Linked DNA regions of Danio rerio: region 2 is linked to region 1. Evidence: chromatin contacts called from public Micro-C data. All regions are on one chromosome and are shown on one strand. The core of a region is the stretch at or near the end of the contact, and the rest is flanking DNA. Distances in the headings are between cores, read along the strand shown. Region 1 holds the start of si:ch211-69l10.2 (a long non-coding RNA gene). Region 2 holds the start of asap1b (ArfGAP with SH3 domain, ankyrin repeat and PH domain 1b).

Evidence for each region. Hi-C and Micro-C count contacts between places; a contact is called where the count stands out from the background.
Region 2: a Micro-C map of caudal fin shows a contact between it and region 1, with 5 times the contacts expected there. The contact joins the promoter of asap1b here to the promoter of si:ch211-69l10.2 in region 1. A contact is called at or near these places in 1 of 18 Hi-C or Micro-C datasets (caudal fin) and 1 of 4 datasets of contacts at active chromatin or transcription factors (embryo).

What each region holds. Positions count from the first base shown.
Region 1 is chr24:10,771,275-10,776,470 of GRCz12tu, reverse strand. si:ch211-69l10.2 (a long non-coding RNA gene) reads right to left here and starts at 2,722. Exons shown (of 3, transcript XR_223045.6): 1 at 2,623-2,722. It overlaps myca (MYC proto-oncogene, bHLH transcription factor a), which reads right to left. Exons shown (of 3, transcript NM_131412.1): 3 at 4,025-5,031. The coding sequence ends at 4,424.
Region 2 is chr24:11,406,478-11,411,673 of GRCz12tu, reverse strand. asap1b (ArfGAP with SH3 domain, ankyrin repeat and PH domain 1b) reads left to right here and starts at 2,530. Exons shown (of 30, transcript XR_012399724.1): 1 at 2,530-2,640; 2 at 3,030-3,103; 3 at 4,375-4,501.

The sequences.
Region 1 (5,196 bases), core at 1,473-3,972:
CGCTCCATAGACTTCCATTTATAGGCATGCGAATGCAGAACAGAAACGCAAGCACGTCTTTCGCATTTCACTGCACTTCGAAAGTTCAAGCTTGGTGAATTCTTACCAGCAAAATCACATCAGGTGATTGCGTGAGACCAAAAAAGATTATTTAAAACAAGTAATTTTAAATATGGAGCAATCGCTCACTTTTATTAATGAATAAACATATTGTTTAACCCCGTCTCTTTTCGCAGAATTTTGCAAGGTGTGACTCAGCTTAAGTCACTTTGAACAAAATGTCTGCCAAATGATTAAATGTAAATGTAATTTCCATGACTTTTCCAAAACCTTGTGGGTTTTTCTGTTTTTCCAAAACTTTCCAGGTCTGGAAAATGCCGTCAAAATTCCATGACTTTTCCAGGTTTTCTGTTAACCCTGTTAGTTTTACTTGATAGTTCAACCAAAACTGAAGAATCTGTCATCATTACTTGTTCCAAACGTGTTTGACTTTTTTCAGATGAACAGAAAGAAGATATTTTGAAAAAAGCTGAAAACATGTATCCACCCAGCTAGCCTATTTTGTTTTTAAAAGATGTTTAATAGATGTCTAATAAACATAGTCATCTTGGGTAAAACAAAGCTAAAAGTTTAGCTTCGTTTCAGCCAAGCTGTCTAGGTTTAGCTGTCTATTAGACGCCAAATTAATAAACACAAAGTTGTTTGCTGGGCATTCCATAATACTTTTTTTGTTTAACTATGGAAGTCGAATATTAAAGTTTTTCAGCTTTCTTTATAATAACTTCTTTTGTGTTTATCAAAAGAAAGAAACACATAAAGGTTTGGAACAACTTGAAGGTGAGTCAATTTTGATTTTATTAAATAAATAAATTTAATAGGCGGTTCATTCCACTGGGGCGACTCCGGATTGATAGGGGGAATGAGCCGACAAGAAAATGAATGAATGAATGAATGAATCAAATTTAATAAATATATTTATTTTTAACTATTCTATTGGTCCATCAAGTGACACTCACAAGGCACTTAAAAATTAAAGTTTCCTTAAAAAGGCTGAGACTTTATCATTCATTCCTAAAGCACAAAGTGCCAAAGTTTAATACATCCACTTAAGATGTTGTTCAAAGTTTGAGCAACAGCAAAAGTGCAATCACTGATGTTTGTCATGTTTAATCTGCTACATAAACTTAAGCGAGTTCAATAAGACAAGAAGGTATAAATAACGCACCAACATATACTAAATGCGCCAAGTGCAGGTCTGTTAAGAGAACAAAGTGTATCATCTACTGCTTGCTTATTAATATCACTCATTGATTCAATTTGTGGCTTGCAAATAATAAACACAAGCTTTATCATTTCAGGCCACCTGTATTTACTTTTATATACACCTATTATATGCTGTTAAACAGGGTTTTAAGACTGCAATTTGTGTCTGTGTTTCAGACTAACCCCAAGGCCAGGACAGACCTCGACTGTGTATTAGTGTGTGGTCTACCTCCCTCAGTCAGACGTATTCTGCCATTGCCAAAGGGAATCATGTGACCCTAGAGAAGGATGAGCCAGAGAAACCAGTTTCTTTTCTGCTTACAAGTCACTGCTAACATTTGCTGTGATGTATTTTTAAGAGCATAAAGTAATTAATTGTGTTTCTCTTGCTTGCTGTTTTCATACTAGGCGTTTACTGTTACAGACTAAAACGTGAAGCTGTACATCAAAATCTGTGCACCACACCTGTACACTTTTGCAAGGTTTCTGCATACATATGTCAGCTGACAATATACAGAAAATAAAAAATGATTGTATTTTTAAGTCCATATGAACATTTAAAGCACACATGTTTAAAATCAAATCAAAAACAAGAGAACGCAATGGATATTCCGTGCATGGAAACAATAAATGCATGCTGTATGGTCGATTATAACCTTGTTGGTGAGGAATCATGCTTAATTAATATGGAATATGAACGTATTAATGCAGAATACTTTTAAACATTTATTAGAACACCTAATATACTTAATAGCCGTTATATGTTGCAGCTTACTGAGACACAAAAACAATATTTTAATGCAGGAGCAATCATTTATATATATATATATATATATATATATATATATATATATATATATATATATATATATATATATACAATTTTATTTAAAACAGTGAAGATGTTGTGGTGCAATGTGGCTGCAATACTTATCTGATAGACAAAAGGAGCTCAATCAAAGCAAACACATTGCAAATGCTTACTTAAGAACCGTTTGATTTTGCTTTTTTTGTCATATATTAAACATTATTAAGTATATGTGTGATCTGAGGTGTTCATACATTCTCTTATATTGGTTTGGTACACATAACAGCATAAAACAAAGAACATAAAAGATAATAGTCTATAAGTGTTACAATGACACAATCAAATCTTAGATAGGCAGTAATAATAGATACATAAAACATTATGAAAACTGGAAATAATGTGAATAAACATTATGAAACGGCTAACGTCTGAATACATATAATAACAAGCACATATGTCTATTGTCAAAGCATCAGTTTGTGCAGCATGAACACGTGAGGCTCTAAAACAAAATTATAACGCACAGTATTGGAAAAGAATACAGCACCTACCCTCTTTTGTTCCAGAATTGATTCGGTTTCTGCAGATATTCCCTTTCAGGTGTGGAGTTATTCTTTGGATACTTCGTCTCGAGCCCTCTTCCATGTGCTCAGAGCACGCGCTCCGCGGCACGCGCTGCGTACAGTCATACAGTCGATGACGTCACGCAGACCCAATACAGCGGAGTCGGGGAAAAATCACAGCTTTGTGTAGTCAGTGTGGAAGTATCGTCATGCAGGAGACAAACACTGAGCGTTTAAAGAAGGGACAAAGCAGGAGCCTTGCTGCGACAATCATGCTCATTGATTAGCTTCTCATATTGATACATGATATTTATATTTTTATGGATATGAAAACACTATAATCATTTCAATCACCATGTGTCCACACATGGTGAGAATTATGGGACAATATAGATGGTGGCGTCTGACCACTTCATTAAAATAATGGTTGTGGTTAGCTTTAGTAGTAAGCACAGTAGCAGTGGTTATTTCTTGTGTTTACATTTTGCCAGTGTTGGGGAAAAAAAGTAATATATTACAATTTTAGGTCAACCTTATCTCTTTAAAAAAAAGAAAAAAAATATTACCATAAAACAACATAGCACATTTATATTCACATTAGGCCTTAAAAAGTCATTAAAATATTTAGTTAAGTTTTATTTATTTTAGTTAAATAAAATATTTTATTTATTTTATTTAGTTTTTATTTATTTTTTAAGTGACAACAGATTGTAATATATTACTTTTTGCAGAAGGCTAAATTTGTCAATCAGGAACTGAAATAGCTTGCGTACATGTAATAAACATTTAACGCTTGTACTGCTTATTAATTTATATATTAAATAAATAGAAGATCTGAAAAGCTTGCTTAAGCTGAACCACAACATATAGTTTTAAAATGTGTTTAAAGAAATCAAGGCTATAATTCTCACACTGTTTAATTATGTCTCCATAGCTGCTGCACTGATTTCTGAGTGGTTTGCAGCTCAGACTGCATTAACAGAGCTTTGCCACATCCATAGCAGATGCTCTGAGCCTTGCTTCTAGACATGATTGAGAGATCTTAATGACTCAGCTTCGTTAAATCACCTGAAAGGGACTTCTCCTGCAGGCAAAACGGTCCACAACATACATTTCAATAGCTTTCATTTTTGACTTCTGAATGCCAAATCAGAGGGGGGTCAAGTTCATCTTGATGCAGGGATGCAAGTATTTATATTCTTTAATCATGCTTTTAAGTATTGTCTGTGTATTTCATGCAGCAATCCCACATAACATTTTGGACAGGCATCTTTTCGTTGTAAACAAAATGCAGTATTATACATTACTTAGCTATTTTTTCTGAATAAACACTCTACAAACATTTCAATAGTGTCTAATCTGTGTGTATAATGAGACCAAGAGAGTCAAGTTCAGAAAGAAATTCCTTTATGATTGAGTGAAAACATTGAAAACGAATATGGTTTATGAGAACACATAGCTAATACAGGTTCAAAAATATTTTTCTTAGGAAATATTAATTCGTTATATACAAAAACTTACAAAAACATTTTAATCTAGGGCTGCGCAGCCCTATATTTTTCTTATTTTATTAATAAAAATAAATCCCTTAAATACAAATTACTTGAACAAACTTGTAGTTTCCAACCAAACTGGCAGTTTCAAACATGAAAAAAGTTGACAATATTCAAAAGGAAAAAAAAAAATGCATTTGACATGCAACGTTCAAACTATACACAGCAACAGTCTTGCATAAAAAAGCAGGGGGTGGGAGTTCTTGGAAAGTCTTTTCGCTTGTGACACAGATTCATTAATGTGAACTCCGCAGCTGCTGAAGCCTGTGTTTTAACTGTTCGCTCTTTCGCCTCAGCTGTTCTTTGATGGACAGCAGCCTCTGCTCGTCCAACTGCATGCTGTGGATGCACTCTGTCGCCTTCTTTAGGATAACCACTTTAGCAGCTTTCTCGTTATTCGCGACCTCAGGGATCTCATCCCGTAGCGCGAAAAAGCTGAGTTTGAGTTCATTCCTGCGCTGTCGCTCCAGCACATTGTGAGTCCTGCGTTTGTCATTGTCCTCAGAATCCGATGTCCGAGGACTCGCACACTTGCGCTGCTTCACATGCCTGTTGCTGCTGCTGCTGCTGTTGATGCTGTGATTGTTGCTAGCCTCAAGTCGTAGCCTCTTGACAGCAGGCTGGTCATGCCGCGTTGACGGATGGGCGGCGTAGTTGTGCTGGTGGGTGGAGACGTGACAGCGCTTCAAAACTAGGGGACTGGGGTACCTCGACTCTGAAGCATCCGTCTCGTGCCTTTTCTGTCGCTTTTCCACAGTCACCACATCAATTTCTTCCTCCTCTTCCTCCTCTTCTTCCTCCTCCTCTTCTTCTTCCTCCTCCTCATCCTCTTCTTCTTCATCTTCTGCAATTGAATTTTAAAAAATGTTAATTATTATTACCTTGCAAAAAACGTCCCAACATTACACAGCAGAGTGAATACAACGGAATTTGGCAAGTGGCTTTCCACAATGGGTGGGGTAAGGGGGGGTGTGAAATCTCTGCATTCCAGTCCCCGCCCACTTTCCTC
Region 2 (5,196 bases), core at 1,281-3,780, 640 kb before region 1:
AATTAATCACACTGTAGCTCATGAGCTTGTTTTATCATTTGTAAATTTACTTTATTTAATTTTACATTAAGAAGGGTCCACTTAATATATTTTTCACATGCAGTTTATTTAAAAAACCCTGAATCTAGACAGAAAAATATATCTATAGAGAATGAGAGTGTTTTGAGTTTCAAAGCTCGGTCCCATTACCTGGAATTGCTTAGGGCCCCCATATCACTAAATCCGCCCCTAATCCCAAGTCACCCATAAATACTGCATGCTCCCTCACTCAGTGTCCGGCCTTGTCTCATCGAGAAGGACAAAAACGGTCAGTGTGTTCCAGTTATTTCCATGAGTACTTACCTTGTCTGCTCCTTGTCTTTCAGTGTTCTCCGTGTCTATTCCTAGTGTGCATCCACTCCATTTTACTCACGATCCTGTGATCTGTCTCATCGCCGCCATCAGTTGCCAGTACACTCCATCACGACTCTCCTTCTGAAAGACAATAGACTTTACCTATTGACATTTAATCCGTTTACTACATCTGCTACAATAAACTGTTTACTTACTCAGTCCTTGTCCACGTCCTCCTTCTGTGACTACAATATAAAAAAATAGAGGGAGGCTCAACTGAACAGAGCTGTTCACACTAAAAACAGTAAAAAGAAGATTGTTAAGAAACCTGATACACTTTAAAAGGTTAAAATGTATATATCATTTAAGAAATATTGCATTTACTTGTTGAAAGAGTGCTGACAGTCTGTGTTTCTGATGGTTGAGTTCTAGAAAATCAGTAATGAGCTGCAGGTGCTTTGTCAGTCACAGATTTGGAAAACAAAAAGGCGGGAAAATTGGCTATAGTGTGTATGAATGAGTGTGTATGGATGTTTCCCATGACTGGGTTGCAGCTGGAAATGCATCTACTGTGTAAAACATATGCTGGATAAGTTGACGGTTCATTCTGCTGTGGCGACCCTTGATGAATAAAGGGACTAAGCCGAAGGAAAAATGAATGAATAAAAAATAGCGGGAAATAATGAACTCTAAATGACCTCAATAAATATTTCAGCATAAATAGAGAACTTCTCTGCAACTCTTACATGGTCAAACATGGATGAGAGACCTGGCTTGCTTCCTGTAGTGGTGTGTTTGAGACCAGCAGGGGGCGCTCAACCTGCAGTCTGTGTTGGTCCTAACGCCCCAGTATATTGATGGGGACTCTATACTGCTCAGTGAGTGCCATCTTTTGGATGAGACATTAAACCGAGGTCCTGACTCTCTGTGGTCATTAAAAATCCCAGGATGTCCTTCAAAAAAAGTAGTGGTTTAACCCTGGCATCCTGGCCAAATTTGCAGACTGGGTTCTGTCCATCATGGCCTCCTAACCATCCCCATATCACAGCTGGCTTCATCACTCTATTTCCTCTCCACCAATCAGCTGGAGTGTTGTGTGTTCTGGCGAAATATGGCTGCCTTTGTGTGATCCAGGTGGATGCTCACACTGAGGAGATTCCTCCAACACCCCCCCCCCCCCCCAAAAAAATGTGTAAAGCGCTATATAAATGTAAGACATTATAAAAAATTATTTAAGACAATATGTTGCTAAACAAAACTATGCAACGAACCATGTTTTTTAAAGGGTACAGATGAAATTATATAAAAAATAAAACTAAAATTGCGTGTTGATTTGAGAACAGTAGATTTGCAAAAAAACAAAAAATAAATAAAAAAAGAAGTATCAAGCCCAGAGAAAATATCCAGGGACAACCTCCTATGATCCCAAGTTTCCCACACCCCCTCCAATGCCATCTGAGTCAGCAAAGACAAAATATTTGCTATTAATTGTAGTACTTCCAGATAAAACAGTTGGAAAATTCCAGGTTACAGAAACCCCTTAGTCTTTGCAGTTCCTTTTTAGATGATGACAATACAACCACCTTGACTATAAATAATCCTGTGTGACTGGAAGCCACCGTATTTCTCCTTAAACAAAATAGGAACCTTCTGGGAATATCAAAACAAAAAGTGCAGGACAATGACATATTTACAGACTAGACAAAAAGTCAGTAAGTGTTTAGAAAAGGGTTAAATGTGTACTGTTAAGGTGATGAATCACACTATTTATCTATTGGATTTTCATAAAAGAACCAAACAAGTAAAGTGTAGCTAAATAAAAATGTAATTATTCAAATGCATAAGTTAATGTGGTTTTAATGACATTAAACTGCCTCAATCGACTGTTTTAAATGACTAAACCCTGTGTTGTTTTTCAACATAAAGTAAAGTATGACTCTGTGCTCTCCATCCTTAACAAAGCCATGCGTGGTATATCACTATCTGTCTGAGCTGAAGGATAATATGTGAGGGTACTTTGCTTTAGCAGGCACATGTTTACACAGATCTCACATTTCCTGTCCCAGGTCTCCTGGATTTCCGTAGTTCCTGAGCCATTAGTTTCTGGATCCTGTAGCCATTGTAACAGGCTATTTTTCAGCACACATGGTCGCTTCTCCCTTCCTCTCTGAGAAGGGAAGAGATCCATGAGTAGACAGTATCTGAACACCCAGTAAACCTTTAAGAAGGGAGGACAGCAAGACTTGAGGTTAACATGAAAAGCACAAAACTGGAATGTAATTACAAGCGTGTGTTGCAGTAATCTTGGTGAGTATATGATGACACATGTATTATTTCTATATGTTTTTTTGATTCTGGTTACAGTTTTTTTAGCACCATTTCTTGTACAAAAAGTAATGTATAAATGTTGTTATTGATATAATCATATTCATATTATTAAAAGCATTGCCACCTCGTGAAAGTACATAAATGTATGCAGTGAATGATATAAATGACTTTAATATTAATTCTGACAAAACCTAGAATGGTTTCTATATCTAATATTTTAAAGAATTAAATTTCACCTTTAGGGTTAGGATAGTGTCAAGAAGGTATTTCAGTTGTGTCTTTACATTATAAAATGTGACAACATTAATCCAAAACGTAGACAAAATGAGCGTTTCAAATGTTATTTTGTTTTTATCTCCCCAAAAAAGCTTCAAGCTGCAGCCATGATGAGGTCATCATCCTCTCGTCTTAGTTTTTCCTCTAAGGAACCCATATGGAACAGGTAAGAAGTGCTGCTTTTAGCTAAATTTACAACCTAATGTCTAAATGTACCTAGTAAATAATGAAGAAGTTACTTCAGTTGTGTGATAAGATTCCATTTGTCAAAGCGACGTTATAAAATTACTTGAAGTAAACTAGCATGCTTTTCACCCTTTGACCTTTAGAAGGCGCACTCGTCGCATGTCTAACATACATAATGTAACTCATCACTGCAATTTATGATTTATTACAGATTAACGACTAGTAATAATACATATAGCATTTATACAGTCAGGTATCTACTGTATAAATATTAAGATAAAAATGAATGCATAGTTTGACAATGCAATAAGAGTAGACTATTTTGTCATGGTAGCCTACACTACAGCCTATCTAGTGTAAGCAGTTTTACATTTGTAAACTCATTTTGACCGACTTTTATTTATTTTATTTAAGTTGCTTTTCTAATTTAACAGGCTAAATTATTTACATAAACTATAATGGGTTTGAAGCCCATAGTATAAACTTAAATAAGCGATATATAAAATTCACTGTTTTATACCAAACTCGTGACATTTCTTCACAGTTTCTTGAAGAAAAGGCTAGCTAGGCTAGCAACATACATTTTAAATACCATTTTGCAGATACATGATGATGCCAACCGCTGGACCGCTGCCCACGGAGGCAGTATGAGTGGGCTTAGTGAGAGTAGAGGCATGCGCAGAGAGGGTGGGTGGATGAATGTAGAGCAGAGAGCGCGAGTGTGTGTGTGCGCGCGCGCGGATGTCACACTCCGCGTTGCGCATTTCACACGATCTGAACGCAGAGAGCGATCAGGCGTTTGACAAATAGCGGGCTATGAACGCATGCACTGGCACCAATGCACGGGATTATCATTTGCTAAGACACTAGCAGAGTTTCGGTCGTAAACATCACGCGAGGGGAACGTTATGTGGGCATCATTTCACGTCGCGTGCTGTAGGAATCGCAACTAAACAACTCAGATAAACTCTGAGCTGAAGTGAGGGGCGAGAGGCTGAACACCGTGCCATCCCTGTCCCCGTTTAAACGACCGAACCCCAAAATAACAGGTCGTTGAATTTTATGTTGGCATTGTCGCTTAGCGCGTGCTAGTAGTTTGTTTTGCGCGTGCTGCTGCTGCATCTCACGCACCGTTAGCTCAACATCTCCACGGCCTCGGAAGTTCATTTGTTTTTTTTCTCTCTCATTTTAATGCTATCGGTCATCTGAACGCACATTTCTATCTATTCTCTGGTCGAACCCACGCTTTAGGATGCCAGATCAAATATCGGTGTCGGAGTTTCTGTCGGAAACAACAGAGGATTACAACTCTCCCACTACATCCAGCTTCACCACCCGCTTGCAGAGCTGCAGGAATACAGTCAGCGTGTTAGAAGAGGTATGGAACTGCTTGCTTTTCTCATGCAGCGCTGCAAGGATGCACAGATACTGAAATGCATTGCATCTGTATTTATTACTACCTGTTTGCATTAGCATCTGACAATTATTTACATGGCTACTTAATACAGTGCTATACAAGTTTACAGTGGCGTTTTGCAGAAAACACTGCTCCTCTTTTTTTTATTAATGTGCGTCAGTAAATAGATATTATACAGTGCCCAGCGTATATAAGTACACCCCTCACAAATTGATCTTTTAAATTAATATTTTTGATCGGAAGTTATACAATATTATATTTGTGCAAATACATTAGATTAGTCAGTACTGAAGCCAAATCTGGAGTTTATCTAACAAAATAACAGTCCAAATACTAGTACAGCCAAATTTATTATAGAAAAATATTAGATACAAATGTAAATAAAAAGGAAAAATCAAGTGAAGCAAAAAAAAAAAAAAAAAAAGGAGAAATTTTGTAGGTTGTAATTAATTTTTGCAATATTTTGCCTGAATTTAATTGTATTGTCTTTCAATTTCTAAACATGTTTGGTAAATAAAATATTATTTGAATAAATATATATCTGTTTAATAAATCTGATTTGTTTAAGTGCATATGGACTGAGAAATTGGTACAAATATTCATTTTCAAAATGGGGTGTACTCAATTACGCTGAGCAATAAGTGCATTGCTTTTGT